2 separate regions of the Gossypium hirsutum genome follow, and region 2 is linked to region 1. Evidence: chromatin contacts called from public Hi-C data. All regions are on one chromosome and are shown on one strand. Each heading gives the region's core, a stretch centred on a gene start, on an enhancer-like site or on the middle of the called end of the contact. The rest is flanking DNA. Distances are from core to core; before and after follow the strand shown. Region 1 holds the start of LOC107920059. Region 2 holds the start of LOC107918778.

What was found. A called contact is a pair of places that touch in the nucleus more often than the background predicts.
Region 2: a Hi-C map of leaf shows a contact between it and region 1, with 3 times the contacts expected there. The contact joins the promoter of LOC107918778 here to the promoter of LOC107920059 in region 1. A contact is called at or near these places in 12 of 34 Hi-C or Micro-C datasets (callus, fibers, hypocotyl and 2 more).

The regions. Positions count from the first base shown.
Region 1 is chrD13:51,218,187-51,221,422 of Gossypium_hirsutum_v2.1, forward strand. It overlaps LOC107920059, which reads right to left and starts at 1,637. Exons shown (of 4, transcript XM_016849565.2): 1 at 991-1,637; 2 at 385-550; 3 at 12-105. The coding sequence starts at 1,370.
Region 2 is chrD13:51,385,979-51,389,214 of Gossypium_hirsutum_v2.1, forward strand. It overlaps LOC107918778, which reads right to left and starts at 1,522. Exons shown (of 6, transcript XM_016848359.2): 1 at 1,184-1,522; 2 at 580-644; 3 at 436-465; 4 at 1-338. The coding sequence starts at 1,222. LOC107920814 (myosin-2) reads right to left here. Exons shown (of 24, transcript XM_016850672.2): 24 at 2,621-3,236. The coding sequence ends at 2,967.

The DNA.
Region 1 (3,236 bases), core at 387-2,886:
AAATTTCTCACTCGTCTTATGCGACCCTATGAAGTCCATGTAAGCCGGATTGTGCAGTACAGCATTCCATACATTCGGATCCGCAGCAATTGACGCAACCATAGACTGGGAGCAAAACCAAAACCATCAATAAATAGAGTTATATGTTCACAAACTAATCGAAAGATAAAAGGTTCTGGAAAATTGACAACCAACTACTATAAGCATCATGTAATCTCTATCCAAGTTTCATATTCAAAAGTCTCGAAAACCAACTCGAAGACAAGATATGATCATGAAGACACGTCAAAAAGTGCTCAAGTCACAAAAACCCGATGGAAACTCATCTACTGGTTTTAACGTATCAAAGCAAACATAATGAAAAATGAAAGAGTTAACCACAACCTGAACTGCAGGACTCTCATTGAGTAATTTGAATGCCTGAACTGCAGGCTTTGGTAGTAAAGTGGCTTTAGCATCATATGCAACGCAATCTTTAGTCTCCTCTGAAAGCAATGAGGAGCAAGATGACCGGGTATCATCCGTCGAATCCAGAGATGATAGATAAGCCCTGAAAACAAAACCAATAACCACGAAATCATTCTCTTAAGTGATCATAAAAAGCACCCAGTTTTTAATATATTTAACCAACGAAAGCAATGATCTAATTAGGGCATCAATGATCCATGTCACCCTTAAAGTGATAAAATCCAGTTCATAACTTAAAAGATTCAAGATTTTCAATTTGGGGTTCATGGAATCAATTTTTATAAACTAACAGTAACCCAAAATTGTGTACGAACTTTTCACACTTTTGATGATGTTTCCAATATCATAATTTCAAAAATTTTAATGAAAGTTAACATCTTAATTCAAGGAAAGCAGTGATCATCAATATATCAGATTAATTCATTTATTTTGTTAAAATTTAATAAAAATAGATCCTTCAATGAATGAATGAATCCAATGAAAGGAAATTAGAATAGAATTTTCTCAAGGAATTAAACTTACTTATCCAATGCATCTTTCAAATCACTAGCGGCTTCCTTAGCCTCCTCCAGGGTTGGAGCAACTCCAAACAACACCCGAGGCATCGGCTCTCCTCCGCCGGAAATGGCGGTGGGCACCTCCTCTTCAACACCACCAGCAAACTCCCAATCGTCCACCATCTCCCATGACATCATCTGATTGGGCGACGCCGTCATGTCAGCGACGGAAGACACCCCACCGCCAGAAACAGAAATTCCGGAAGAAGCCGAACGAGAAGCGGCGACGCACATGACGGAGTATTCCGCAGACGACGGAGCCACCTGAACACCGCCACGAAGGCCAGTGTTAACAATTCCCGCTCCGGCAACTTTCGCCGCCGCTCTCATAGCTCCTCCGCCCATTTTGGTGATTCAATGAAAATAAAAATAAAAGAAAATTTTCGTAGAAATCAAGGGAACTAAGGATATTATTCAATTATTGATTTTTAAAATTTTATTTTAAAAAAAATACATTTTGTGTGTGTTTTAAAAAGTTTGTGATTATTCTCATAGGAGATGTTAAAAATAGATTCAAATTTCAAAGCAATGGTTTTTTCTTTTAAATATATATTTTTTGAAACAGAATTCAGATTGAGCTTTATTGAAATAAATTTAAAGTGTATAACATGACCCATATTAAAGAAACATAAATCACCGGCCTAAAAAGCAAATGCCTGGGCTCACACCATTCTAATGAAGTAAGCCCAAAGCAGCAAAAAAACCTAAAGATCAATAACAGAAGAAAAATAAGAAGACTCTAGACACCTAATTAATTCCACCGCGATTTTGCCCAATCAGAAACCAATCCGTTTTCATCGGCCAAATTACTAATAAAAGCCCATTTTTTTTAATAATTATGGAAATGGGCCTGTTTTTTAATTATTTACCGGAATGAGTCATTTTCTGCGAAATCGCGGCCACGTCAGCGCGATGTCGGGGTACATGACAGGAGATCGCGTCCACGTCAGCGCGACCTGCCGACGTGGACGCGATTTGCCCCGCGCGTGAACAGTGCCCAACGGTCAAAAAATTGACCGTTGGCCCCCCCCCCCAACGGTAACTTTTTTTTAAAACTATATAAACCCCCCACCCCTTTTATTTTCACAAACAAATTCGCTCAATTTCTTCAAAAATTCTCTCAATTCCCTTTAAAAATTCTCTCAATTTCCTTCCAAAATTCTCTCAAACTCTCAAATTCCTTCCAAAATCCTCTCAATTTCCTTCAAAAAATCTCCAAATTCATATTAAATTTATTTTTCCATTAAATTTCATTTTTTAAGAAAATTATACAAATTTTTTTATTTTTTTTAAATAATTTTAAAATTTTTAAAATTTTCAACAATGGCCGGATCATTGATTCGTCTTGATAGGAATCACATATCGGTGGAGCAAATGAACATGGTAAGTATTAAATTTAAATTTTAAATTTTATTTAAGATATTTTTATTTATGTATTTTTAGATATTTATTAATTTATTTTTGTTATAAAAGGATAAAGATCGCGTATTGGAATGCAATATTCGGAATATGCATGCTCCTCCATCACCGTTAGTAGAGAACTACCTCCGGGAAGCGGGATTTTGGCACGTGGCGACAGTAGGCCGGGGATGCAAGTTGGAGCCGAAACTGATCAGTGCGTTGATTGAGAGGTGGAGACCTGAGACGCACACATTTCATCTTCCATGTGGAGAGTGCACTATCATTTTAGAAGATGTCCATCTACATTTGGGATTGCCGGTGGACGGGCACCCAGTGACCGGGTCTGCCCAATCTAGCAATTGGGAGGCGGTGTGCTACGAGCTTTTGGGCGCCGTTCCGGATAAAATGGATGGAGGTAAGGTGGAGATGGGCTGGTTACGTGCGACCTTCCCCGATCTGAATGAAAATTCAACCAAAATTGAAAGAATCCGATATGCTCGAGCATATATTCTTCAAATAATTGGAGGCTATCTCATGGCCGACACGTCACGGAGCCGTGTACATCTAAGGTGGCTGCTAAAACTCGTTGATTTTAGAGGAGCCGACGAATTTAGTTGGGGGTCTGCCGTCTTGGCAACATTATATCGGGAGATGTGCGGCGCGACGAAACCGAGGAGAGCAAAAATCGGAGGATGCCTGTCACTACTGCAATCATGGGCACGGTTTCGCTTTCCATTTCTACGTCCTCGAGTGAACCACCCATATACATTCCCACTCGTAACGAGGTCAATTTTATATTACATTTTGAAA
Region 2 (3,236 bases), core at 272-2,771, 170 kb after region 1:
CATTTTTTCCTTTGGCATTCTCAGTTATTTCAGAAACCATATTTGTTTTAGATCTAGATGTCCCTTTCGAGTTTATAAAGCTAAGTTCAGGTTTAATGCCCTCACCATACACTAAAGACTTCCCCTTCAAAACCTTCATTGACTCTATCTTATTCAATGAGACATCACAACAGTTCCCCTTCCATTTCTTGCTCCTGAAGTCCTTTCCTCTTGATCTCAAAACCGACTGTGGAAGTGTTGGTGAATATGCTCCTACCAAGTCCAACTCTAAGGTTACCCCTTCCTCACCGGAACACAAAAACGCCGATTTTAACTGGCTAGAAGAGCATTGGTGGAACCTGAAAACTCACATTAACTTTATTTAATCTAACCTTATGTCATTGACTCTAATAGCTCAGCTACAAAACAGTAATTGAGTAATAGAAAGATGCTTACAAATGACTTGTTCGAAACCATTTGTCATCACTGCAAAAAAAAAAAAAAAAAACTGTATAAATAGAATTTTAATGAAGTTATTAACATGTATATTTATCAAATAAATTACTTAGAAAAGTCATAATAATTTGGAGTGAAACTGACATGTCTTGGCTACTGAGGTTTGTTTCTGAAATAAGATCCACCCACATTGGTGCTTCAATTTCTTCCTACATATTTCAATCAAAAAATAATAAAATTTATTATTCCAGTGAGTGGACAAAAGGAAATGTGGTTGAGAATCAGAAACAGATTCATTACCGAGAAAAACATGACGATAATTCATAAAACCGGATATCATTTCAGTCCATGGAAACTTACAATTTCATTTGCATATTCTGATATGGAAAATTTATTAAAATCTAACATTGTTTAAGATATTTTCTTTTCTTTTCTTGTTTCCTACATTTTCTTAGCAAACAAACAAACCCTTTTCCGTTAATCAAGGTATCTCATTTCACCAATCCAAATAAACCTAAAAAGCCATTATGAACCAAGAATATAACTAGCTTAAAACCACAAGAAAAACAAAACCTAGAAATTAAAATAAATATAATATACATAAACAAATTAAATAAACAAAATGTAAATGTAAAATAGCAACAAGAAAACAACATGTAAAATGTTTCCAATCACAAAGAAAACAAATGCTTTAATTAAAACCAATAAAACCCAAGAAGAATCAAAATGAAGGGTTTTAATGTATTACCAGAAATGCCCAGTGATCTTTCTGATTCTTCAAAGCCATTTTCTTTTTTCCTCTGTTCTTGAATCTCCTTTTAATGTCGAAAATCCTTCGTTTAAAAAACTGGGTTTTTTATTTGGAATCAAATAGTTATGAAACAAAGGTGATTTAAAGGCTCTAAATTTTCCATTTCTCTTTGGGGGATTTGGCTCTTTGGGTTCTTCTCTGTTATAGCAAAAGAATGCAAAGAGAGAGACAGAGAGTGCAGAAACGCTGCCGTTTCTCGAATCACCATGTGAGAATTTTAAGAAATTTATTTATGGTTGATTTATGGCCGTTGGATTGAGATTTGAAAAGATTGGAGGGTGAGGATTTGATTTTGAGACATTAAGGTTTTATAATTTAATGATGTTGTTTTGGTTATGGGACAGCGCGTTAGCCATCTCTAATATAATTCGACCGTTGAGAGATTTTAAAAATGTTGGAGAGAAGTTCACTACCGTTACCTGATGGTCACCTTTCTTCACATGAATGACAAAACTTTGACTATTTAAAACTCTCTTTGAAGTCTTATCACTGAGATTAAAATGTTATTCTTGAAAAAAATTCGAAAATACTGAATATATTTGTTTCAAACATATACCTACTCAAGTAGAGGCTCCGAGCCATGCTCCTTAAAATAGTAAATTTTTAATTTAGATCTTTTATATAATATATAAAATTTTAAATTAATAATAGTAAAATTATACTTTCACCACTTTAAAAATGTTAAAAATTTAATTTTACCCTTTAAAAAGTATAAATATATAAACTATTAAAATGATAAATTTATATTTTTATTATTATAAAAATATATAATTTAATTCTGACTTCTAAAAAATTTCAAGCTCTACCTAATATACTCAATTTTATATATCATTAGGTTTTCGTATCTAAACTTATTATATACCTAAAGCAATATATATTTTATATATACCCAAACATTCATAATTTAAGTTAATTAAATTTTGACATATTCAAAATTTTCAGGTCGAATTTTTACACAAAACCCTAAAACAATATGCTATCTGTCTCAAAAAAGATGAGATTTGCACACAATAAAATTAAAATTCATATAACCAAATTAGTATGGAAAAGAATATGAACATTTTTCATTTCATCTGTACACAAGAAACTACAAATTCATATCTTTCATCGATGAAAGTATCATAAAAACCTCTATAATAAAAATCAAATTATATTTTACTCCTTTCAAAAAAAGGGCAAATTAATCCTTACACGTTAAGTTAGAGAGCAAATTAATCCTGTTAAAAATTTTATCCATTTTTATTATTAAAAATTAATATTTATACATTAACATGGCATATATATGACATGTCACGTGTCATTGTCAAATTATTCCATCAAGCACACCAATTTTTAACAGTACAAATAAATAAAATTTTTAATATAAAAGATTAATTAAATTTTTAATATAAAAGATTAATTTACTTTTTGATCTAAAATGTACAGACACAAATTTACCCATTTTCTGAATAAAATGGACAAAATACAATCTAGCTACTACAATAGTCTCTATAGTACTTTTGCCCACTTACAATAGAAGAAGAATATACACAACCCTAAACCCAACTATTTGAAGAAAAAAAATAAAAGGGGTCTCAACTCCACAAATTCCTGTCTATGTACATTTGGTAGATATACAAATATATACCTCTCCCTCCCTGCCTCCATGTCCATGGACTACACAACTGTTTATATTTGTTACCAAAAATGTAAATAAACTGTACCTGAGAATGGAAACCATCTATGATGGTGATTTGCCGCAATTTTGTAACACTTTCCCTCGATTTGGCCACCATTTTTTTTGTGTTTTGTCTGAATCTTGATGTCTATGCTTTCGGACTATGGCCTTAGTTTCCTTTAATCTCACCTTGTAATCTTTCTTCCATGCCCTGAACCTGCGCTTCAGTTTCCGTAGTTCTTCGTAAGAATTCATGTTAGAAGCAGGTTGGGTCGTTTTGTTTATATCATCTTCAAAACTTTGTTTCTGCTGCTCAAATTCCTTTACCAGACT